Linked DNA regions of Anas platyrhynchos: region 1 is linked to region 2. The links are chromatin contacts, called in public Hi-C maps. All regions are on one chromosome and are shown on one strand. Each heading gives the region's core, a stretch centred on a gene start, on an enhancer-like site or on the middle of the called end of the contact. The rest is flanking DNA. Distances are from core to core; before and after follow the strand shown.

Evidence for each region. A called contact is a pair of places that touch in the nucleus more often than the background predicts.
Region 1: a contact with region 2 is called in a Hi-C map of subcutaneous adipose tissue, with 2.3 times the contacts expected there. The contact joins two enhancer-like sites. A contact is called at or near these places in 3 of 8 Hi-C or Micro-C datasets (liver, skeletal muscle and subcutaneous adipose tissue).

What each region holds. Positions count from the first base shown.
Region 1 is chr5:28,535,164-28,539,877 of IASCAAS_PekinDuck_T2T, reverse strand. All of the region lies in intron 1 of KCNQ1 (potassium voltage-gated channel subfamily Q member 1), which reads right to left. It overlaps TRPM5 (transient receptor potential cation channel subfamily M member 5), which reads left to right. Exons shown (of 26, transcript XM_013099790.5): 5 at 507-673; 6 at 3,069-3,249. Among named protein-coding and RNA genes, the nearest start is that of TRPM5, 18 kb to the left of the region's middle. Within about 2 kb of position 1,602, at least 1 of the 8 cell types and tissues checked has an H3K27ac peak or open chromatin away from gene starts, as enhancers often do.
Region 2 is chr5:28,381,354-28,385,797 of IASCAAS_PekinDuck_T2T, reverse strand. No RefSeq gene overlaps it. Among named protein-coding and RNA genes, the nearest start is that of TH, 7.5 kb to the right of the region's middle. Within about 2 kb of position 2,022, at least 2 of the 8 cell types and tissues checked have an H3K27ac peak or open chromatin away from gene starts, as enhancers often do.

The DNA.
Region 1 (4,714 bases), core at 353-2,852, 150 kb before region 2:
CTGGAAATCTGAAAAGAAGTGGCTAATATTTAAGATGATATATCTTCTATTATCTTTGTGAAAATAGCTGCAAAATGAAATGAAAATATCAGTTCACCTCTCCCTATCTGGTCCTCATTTCAAGCCAACAACTTTTTCCTCTCCATCCCTTTGCCCCTTCCTCATGCAGACCTGCCTAGTGTAGTGATGTTGCTGATCCTATTTAGACAGTAGACATTTACTCCTGTCTGGAAACAGCACTGTAGATAAGCATATTTACATTAGAGTAAAGATGGCTGGCAGGATATGTAAAGCACACCTGCTTGGGCACAATTTCCTCTTTCCCTTGTTAAAGCCTTACATTCCTTGTATGTCTTTTAATTCTAAAAATTACAGTGTATCAAGATCTGTTTGCAGCTTATCCAATTATCTAAACAAAACTTAAATCTAGTACTTCCCATAATGTTACTTGACACACAAACCTGTCCAATTACAAAGAAATTGTCTAACAATTAAAATATTTTCAGATGCCTGGATTTTTACCAGTGCTTTACGTGTTGGAATAACAAGACACTTAGTGCAAGCAGTCCGAGATCACGCACTGGCTAGTGCTTCATCCAAAGTAAGAGTGATTGCCATAGGAATAACTTCCCTCGGAAAAATTCAGCACAGAGAAATTCTGGAGAACGCAAAGGTATTTTTCCTTTTATTCTACTTGTGAGACAGGATTGTTCAGAAGTGAACTTCACATTTACAAAATTTGGAAGTAGTAGGCAGCAAAACATCGTGCTGTCTTAAAAGTGGGATTCAAAGGGTGTTTTAGGGAAAGACCTTAGCAATGAGCACGAAGAATCGTTAGACCCTACTGCTTCCATGCCTCGTGCGTTAAACTTGGCAGCAAATCTGCAAATATCCACCAGGTGGCAGGATTGGCCATTAGCTCAGTAGCTGGCAATAGGGTGAACCTGAGGAACAGCACACATCATAGGATGCCTGAAAGCTTTTTTTCTCCTTGTTCATCTACGGCAGAATTCCAAGCTATTTCAGAAATACTGTAAAAACTGAATATCCTAGTATGAAACCGAATCGTAATTATTTCAAGTTCTCCTGGCCAGTCACTGAACTGGTGTCTAATACACAAAACCTTCTCTACATGCTGGGCCAAAAGTGCTAGCCATACAAGACTTTGTTTAGTTGGTGAGAGTTCTGGGGACTTCAGAATTCAGATCAAAGCAATTGAAGTTTGTGAGAGGGGAAAAAAAAAAAGTACACACAAAACAACAATAAAATACACACTAACAAAAAAAGTAAAAAAAAAAATCAGAAGAGTCGTTGCAAATGCCAAGTTGATGCTGAATTGACTTGGAGGTGGAAAAGGGAATTAATGACATTCTTGTCACTGCACTGTCTGTCCTAAGCAGACTATTATAACAGTAAAATGGGTGTATAGTAGTGACAACAACACTTTCTGTGTTATTTTACTTTCCTACAGAAGCTGAAAAGCAGGTAACAAACACAGCCCTTTGAACTTGCACCTAGTTCTCTCAGATAAGCTGGCAAGTACCAGCTATCAGCAGGGAGGCTGCCAGACTGTATTTGCATTTTATTGTCATTAGTTTTCTCTCTTTTCCATCCCTTTTGCCAAGGACAGGTATCAATGTGCTCTGTCAGATGAGGCTCTCCAGCTGGAAGACTTGAACCTATTTGTGTGGCTCAGAGGAAAGAATCTCATTAGGGAATTTTGTTTAGAAAAGTTCCTTTGGCAAGAGCAAACTAGTTGCTTCACCTCCCTCCCAATCTAAGTGATCAAAACACACCTGGATCTTTCCCAAACAGTAGCTACAAAATAAGTGCACCATTCTTTTTACTGCGTTAGATTTTCTCCCTCTTGACTAAAGCTCAAATTCTTTGTCAAAGAGTAGGTGGAGAGCACTCTTGACCCTCTGACTTCTGGCACTGCTTCTACCCAAGAACACCCTAGATCTTAGAAACTTTAGGACAAAAAAAGAGCTATAGACAAGGATATTGACCTAAACCCAGTTCTTCTTATAGTTGACACTAACACAAACAGCTTGTTGTACAAAATAGAGCTAAGAATTCACAGTAGCAAGGAGAAAAACAAGGCCCAATATCAGTGGGTCACTCCTTCATTTCTGTGTTACTGGCATGCATTAAAGAACCTTGAACAACTGCTTCTGCATTTTCAGTGGACACAGGAAAATCCCTGAGAGATTTTTTTTCAGTTGGTTGTTGTGTACCGGGGTCCCAATCTAAGGCCACATCTCTCTGGCAAGTAGGCTTAATGTTACACGGCAGCAGAATATAGGCACAACCTCCATCTAAACAAAACATGAAAGCAAGTAACTGCTTCAAGGTAACCTTCCCCAATGAGACAGGAGCAGGAGGGAGGCAAGAGAAATTTGTGGCACTAGCTGTCTGTAAAGGACATGCAAATTTACTACTTCCCCCCCCTCCCGGAACAGCCTCTGACATTTCTACTCTTCCCAGAGCTGCTGAGAGGGCAAGAATCCCTACCTGTACCTGCATGCTCTGTCACATTTTTAGAATGCAGCTTCCACATTAAGAATAACCATGAGACCTCACATAACCATGTAAATTAAACCAAGCTGTGTTTAAATCTATATGGATGTATAGCAGGCTGACTTATCTACTGGTCTAAGCATGGTGAAAATGTTACTGAAATGAACAGGTTTGCCCTTGTCTAAAATCGGGCACAAACATCTGAGACATTAAGGCATCACTCACAGTTATCTAGTCTCATGGCCCCAAACATTTGTGCAAGCACTTGCAGCACCTCTGCACAAATGCCTTTGTTCTAGAGATGATTCCTAATGTCAGTATATTTTGCAGAGCCTGAGAGGGGAACTTCAGGGACTTCAGCTTTCAGGCTATCACATCTAGCACCTTTCAGAAGAAACAAATACTCCTTCCTTTTCATAGAGGCTATTCAAGTGTCTGAAAAGTGGTGCTCTATGTCATGGCACAGATAACATGAAAAAGGGAGATGAAGCACATAGAAATGCAGACTGTTCTTTGTAGAAAAATGCTCACATCTCTCCTATCTCTAGGATGAAAGCCTTGTACATTACCAGTCAGATGATAATGTCCAAGGCCCACTGTATTCACTGGACCACAACCATTCCCATTTTATTTTGGTGGATCACGTAACACCAGAGGATCCAGACAGAACGACTGAACTACGGCTCACCTTGGAAAAGCACATTTCAGAACAGCGCACTGGGTATGGTGGTAAGTAGACTATACAAGCATCCTATAGCTTGAATAATAGCGACATTACAGGGATACATGTGGGTCCCTCGCCTTATCAAAGGCAACTCCAGTTCTCAGTTTACCATCTACATAGGCAAGATCAAGTAAACACAGTTGTCATTGTGTAAGAGGCAGAACTAAGCTGACTTAAGTTGAAAAAAAAATGCTCTTTGAACCAAAAATCCTGACATTTATTGCATCTCCTTAAACATAGCTCAAAGCTGACCTTCAAAGCATCTCTCAAATTGCCTCGAAACACAACAGATGGAAAATAAATCCAGGTTTAAGTGCCCTAACCAGTGGCTCTAAGAGATGGATGTTCATTGTTGTATACTTTTATCCCCTCTCACACTGAGTCTTGAATTGCTCCCACTCTGGAAGAAAAGACTTGCCAAAGCCTTCTGAAAATTTTTAAGCCATATTTGTTTCAGGATAACATTTTATCCTGGGTGAACAGCATAGCATCTAATATCCCTCTAAACCAACGTGAGCTTTGTTTACAATGAGAACTGAGCATGGGGTAGGCCTCCTGTTGCGATTTATGGAAATAATTCAGTTGTAGTCCTAATACAATTACTTTCACCTTTCCTTTGTTTCTATAATACCTGCAGTGCTAGCACAGCTAAAACACAGGAGAAAGAGCTCACTTATTCACATTTTCATGCTTCACTGGAGTATTCAATTACATACGCTACAGTATGGTTGCACAGATATATCTGAGAGCAGGAATGCACCCAATGTTTATGCTGTGACTCAGTTGGGAAAGACCACAGGTGGACTCTAATGGTAGGCAGAGGTTGCAGTGCTGACAATTGGAAAATAGCCTCTTTCTGCTTGCAAACCAAGCTGATCAAACAAATCTCTGAGGAACAATTTTCTGTCCAAAAATTCTGATTCATTTGACAAATATTTCACTGGAGCATACTGAGTTCAGTGAGATCTTCTATAAAGAAAGCAACTATAGTTCATTTAAGTTCAGCAAACCCATTTAACCTTACTGAACTAAAATACTTCAATAAGGTGGCACAGAATTTCCCTATTAAAATATCTACAAATTATACAAAGGAATTTTTTGGTATTTTGAACATTTTTTTCAAATAAGTACCTTCCCCAATATAACATCAGAATTCCCTACTACCACACACAAAAGTGTAAATTTCACCTAAATCTATGCTAAATGAAGAAGATTCAAAACCAGAAATGTTTTCCAATGATTCTGTAGTCATAGGGGTCAGTTTTCAAACTAGAATAGCACCTTAAAGAGGTATGGCACTACTATGCCATTCACTAAAACAAGTCAAGTTACCTGCCAATCATGGCTAAACTACAGCTCAGTTCTCCTTTATCTCTGTATTCATCCCACATCAGATGCAACAAGTAGTAGAGACTGGGAGACCTACAAAGGGAAACAACAAAAAACTGTTTGAACCAAATACCTTTTTAT
Region 2 (4,444 bases), core at 773-3,272:
TGTGAGGTTCCCACCTGCCCACCTCTCCAGCCTGTTGAGGTCCCTCTGAAGGCCACCATGGCCACGTGTCTGCCCAGTGTTCCTGTTTGGGACCACAGATATGAATATCCCAGAAGAAAACCAGTGGGAATAACATAAAAGGTGTCTTACATCTTGGAGGTGAAGATGGAGACCAGACTGCCTGCCCATCCAAGGTCTGGAGTGGCCCTGCATCTCCCCTGCCCTGGATGAGGTCCCTGAGGTTTGCCACGAGGTGTGGGACGTGAGCTGATGACACTGACCCAAAACGGGCAGGGGGGCTGCACCAGCCCCCACCTTTGGCTCATCTAAGAGCAGGGCTGCGGTCTGAGCATCACCGGCTCTGATCAAACAGGGGCTTAGCAGAGACCTTCTCCACGCATGGTTGGGGCTGAAAAGCAGAGCTGCGTCACGGGGAACAACAGGCAACTGTCACCGCTACCAGCGTGTGCTGCTTATCGGCAGGGCAGCCAGAGGGCTCCATTTAGGGCCATGTTTGCTTTGCCCGACTGCGGTGCTGCGATAGGGGCTGCGGTGAGACACAGCCGCTGCCAACGTCAGTGCTTCGGCTGCCTGCTCCCATCCCAAACCTCCGCCGGGTCCAGCCCAAAGCCACGTGCCTGCCTTCTCCGGGCTTTCCTCTATCTGCCCTGCTTATATTTGCCCAGTTCACCCCGATCTGAACCTATTTGAAAGTCCCCTTTCTGCCTTCCTAATCCCTCTGTCTCTTTGAAAAGCAAAAGGGAATGCTCAGGTTTTGCTTAGTCACTTCCAAAATGCCCAGCACTAGGGCGGGGATCTGGGACTGCATCCCGGCCCCCTTTGGCTCCCCCCATCCCATCCCTGCGGTGCTGTCCCTTGCCAGCCAGGTAGTTTCTGAATGGATGGAGAGCCTTTGTCACCTTCCCACAGAGCAGCAAAATCTGAAATAGAGACAGCAGCTAGACACAAATGATAAACACATGAGAAGAAGAAATGCCTCAAGGATGCTCAGGTCCTGGAACAGTACATGGTCAGAGAATACAATCTAGGCAGCATTTACCTGGGAGATGGATGGAAATGGTGCATTTTGAAGGTTCTTCAGCTCAAGAAGTTCTCACAACCTCAAATGTTCAAAGTTTTTTTTTGCATTGGTAACTTTTTATGCTTTTCCAAGCTCTCTGACTGAGGCTGTTAGCACTGCTTTCCCTTGAAGGTTTCTTTTCCTCCTCGGTCTGTGCTTTTCCTTTTCTCTTTCCAAGGGCACATCCCTCAGCTTTCTGTACCTCTTTCTGCTCTGGTTTTCTTATCTGTCCATGCCTTCCCTTTCATTTCTCCCAGCTAGTGAGAATTTGAAGGCAGGGTGAGAGGGACATTTGCCAGGTTTTTCGGAGCAGTCTCGAGGACCTCATTACAGATTTGCTTAGCATGTTCTCTCCCTACGCTGCTGCACTTGGGGCTCAGGCATCAAAAAGTGCCCGCAGCTTTCTATAGGGTTCATTTACGCAGATACTGCTCAGTATCCCTACAAAATAAAATCCCTTTTAGTATACAAAAAAATACCACAAGATGGATTACCTGAAGTTTCAGAGGGGATAAGCCTGGCACAGTTGTGCTGAAGGCAATGGGATAAGTCTTTTTACACCCAGAACTAGTAAAGTTCCTAGTATGATAAACTCGTGCTGAAGAAATATTTGCAAAAGACAACAAACCAGAGAAAGATTTATTTATTTGTGTATCACAGGAACTTTCTTTCATCCCAGTCATGCCAAAGGAGTGACTTGGGAAGCAGGGATTTGCTTACAGTCCTGAAGAGCACTGGATCTGTATCAGCCAAGCAAACCATAGGAAAGTGTTAAACTAACCTTCTGCAATCCCATTATCAAAAAGAAAAGAATAAAAAAGGAGATAATCCTTGTTTAAATATCACAAGCAGAAGCTGAGTCAGTGGGAGCTTTAGACTGGAAATGTCAGGGAGGAATTTAGATTTTCAGAGCAGTTGCTGCTCTGCAATTATCATAAGTCACTTACAAGGACCCCTTGTCTCCCGTTGCCCTCAACCACACATCTGCAGGGAGGGGGAGCAGAGACAAAACACATGGCCCTACCAGGGACTGATAAGGGAAACTGAGCGCGATCCCACTAAAGGCACAAGGCAAATCCCTCCAGGCTATGGCCAGGCTTCTCTGACTGCAGGTCGGACGTAGGCGGGCAAAGGCAAACCGATGGGAGAGGCAGGCAGCAATATGAGAAAGAGGAGATTGCTGGAGAAAATTGCATGTGAGCTTGCCCCCCAAAGGCATTTATTTGATTCTGGAGTTGTTTTGGGGGTAAGAATGAGGAGGAGACAGAAAAATGGATATCTGTTTTTTTTCTAACCTCATATTCTTTCTATGGTTCCTTTCCTCTTTTAAAAGCAAGCCTTGTTGCAGTCTAGCACGTCCCTGATGTAAATTAAATAAGTGAAAGTACTATTAACTCTCCTGAGACAGGCACTGCCCCCACCAGCCTTGGAAAGAGGAGAGGATGAGCACTTAAAACACGTAATTTCCACCACATTTCGTGATGCAGAAACACGCATTTTCCCAGCTGGTACACGTGAGAAGGCTAAAGACTTCCTCTGTAGGGATGGTGGTTTTCTTTTTTTTAACCTGTCTTTTCTCACTACAAATGTCAGGTTTCCAAGGCCAGGTCTTTGCTAGGTGCAGGGTAGAAGGACCTCAGCCATTTTGTTCTGTGAGGAGACAACAGGGGTCTACCATGCTACCATGTCTGATGGACACGATCTTCAGGTGAGTATCCCATTCTGGTTAGGAAACTTCAAGCAAAGGGGCACAAAGCTTCCCTCATGGGTTTGCTCACCCTCACTGTTAAAAACTTGCCTCCTACTGCTACCTTGAACTTGTCTTTTTTGTCTAACTTCCAGCTACTGATCCTTATATTTTCTTCATTAGATTAAAGTATCTGTATTTGTAGAAGACTGTTCTAGAAGTGGGAGAACAGGAAATATATTGTAGACCCTGCTTTTCCATCGTGTCATCCCAGTAGCTTAACGGTAGAATTACTCAAGTCAGGCATATTGTACCAGTACAGATCTCTGATTCTTTTCTTTCTTTACTTTCCATGACTATGGATCAATAAAACGCTGTTGATACACTTTGAAGATCCAGAAGACAAGCAGAGGGCTTTGATGAGTCATCCTCTTAAGCCTGCTGGGAAACATGAACCTTGCCATGGGTAATGCATTTGAATTCCTCCTCTGAAAAGAAAAGGGAAATATTTTCCCATGTATTTACTTGACAGCTACCTGTTAGGAATAACAGATAAGATCCCGAGCAGATGTGAATCAATAGGTAAGCATTGACTTCACTGCGAAATGCTGGCGCCAATTTCCAATGCAGAACTGGTTGCATCTACATAATAGATCTCATCCATTTGAGGCTGAATGCAAAACGCCGTTCTGCCTATAAACAGAACTATGAATAAACATTTGTATGAAGTCAATACGGTGACATTTTCATAGGTCTGAGACCCTTTGTGTGACTCCTAATGCTAAAATCACATCAGACCTTTTGTCTGACAGGCAGATGGTTTTTATCCTCCAGTGCCCGAGGAGAGAGGGAGTAAGAAGTCGGCAATTCTGCGTGCACGTGGAAGTAGCACGGACTGCATGGCACTGCTCCACCTGGCTGAGCCAGAACTGCTGCTATGGAAGACGAGAAAGGGGCTAAAAGGACTAGGGGAAGGAGGAGTATCTATGTCAAAGTGACACGTTCATGAAACAGGAAAGTGCTAGGCAAACACTGATGAAAAACCCTGGGCTTCTTCCAGCATAATTTCCCTCCCCCCACAGCTAGAGGAATGAGGAGTGAGCAACTGGGAATGATCCTAGAGCAAATGTGGGGTGCAGAGCCACCCCAGCCATGCTGTGCACCCCCGTGGTGCAGGTCCTACTTGTCAGGGGGACCAGTTGCAATGGCTCAAAGTCTCTTTTGTTCCCACACCATCAATTTTGGTGCTGCTAGGACCACACCAACACACTGTGAAACATCCCCAGCCCCTTGGAAAGGGTTATGGGAACTTGCTTTGGATCCCTTACTGCTGCTTCCCTTTCACTGATTTGAGGATGCCACAAATGAGATAAATTATGTCTTACTGCATGGCACGGGTGGATGAGCATGAGGGGCATGCCCTCACCTTTCTCTTTTCATCTAGAGAAAGAGTTGCAGGATCCAGGTCACTGCAGACCTCTTAGTGCTGGGACTTCAAAGGACTTGTAAAAAAAAAAAAAAAAAAAGAAAGCAGTAACACCAATCCCTTTTCCACATGTATTGAACAAGGCAAAGACCGATAGAAAATCAGACTACAGACAAGAGGAGGCATTTCTCAGGTTTCTGAAAGCAAGCTAAATTCCCCACTGCCCTGGAACCTCTTTTGGCCATGAAGG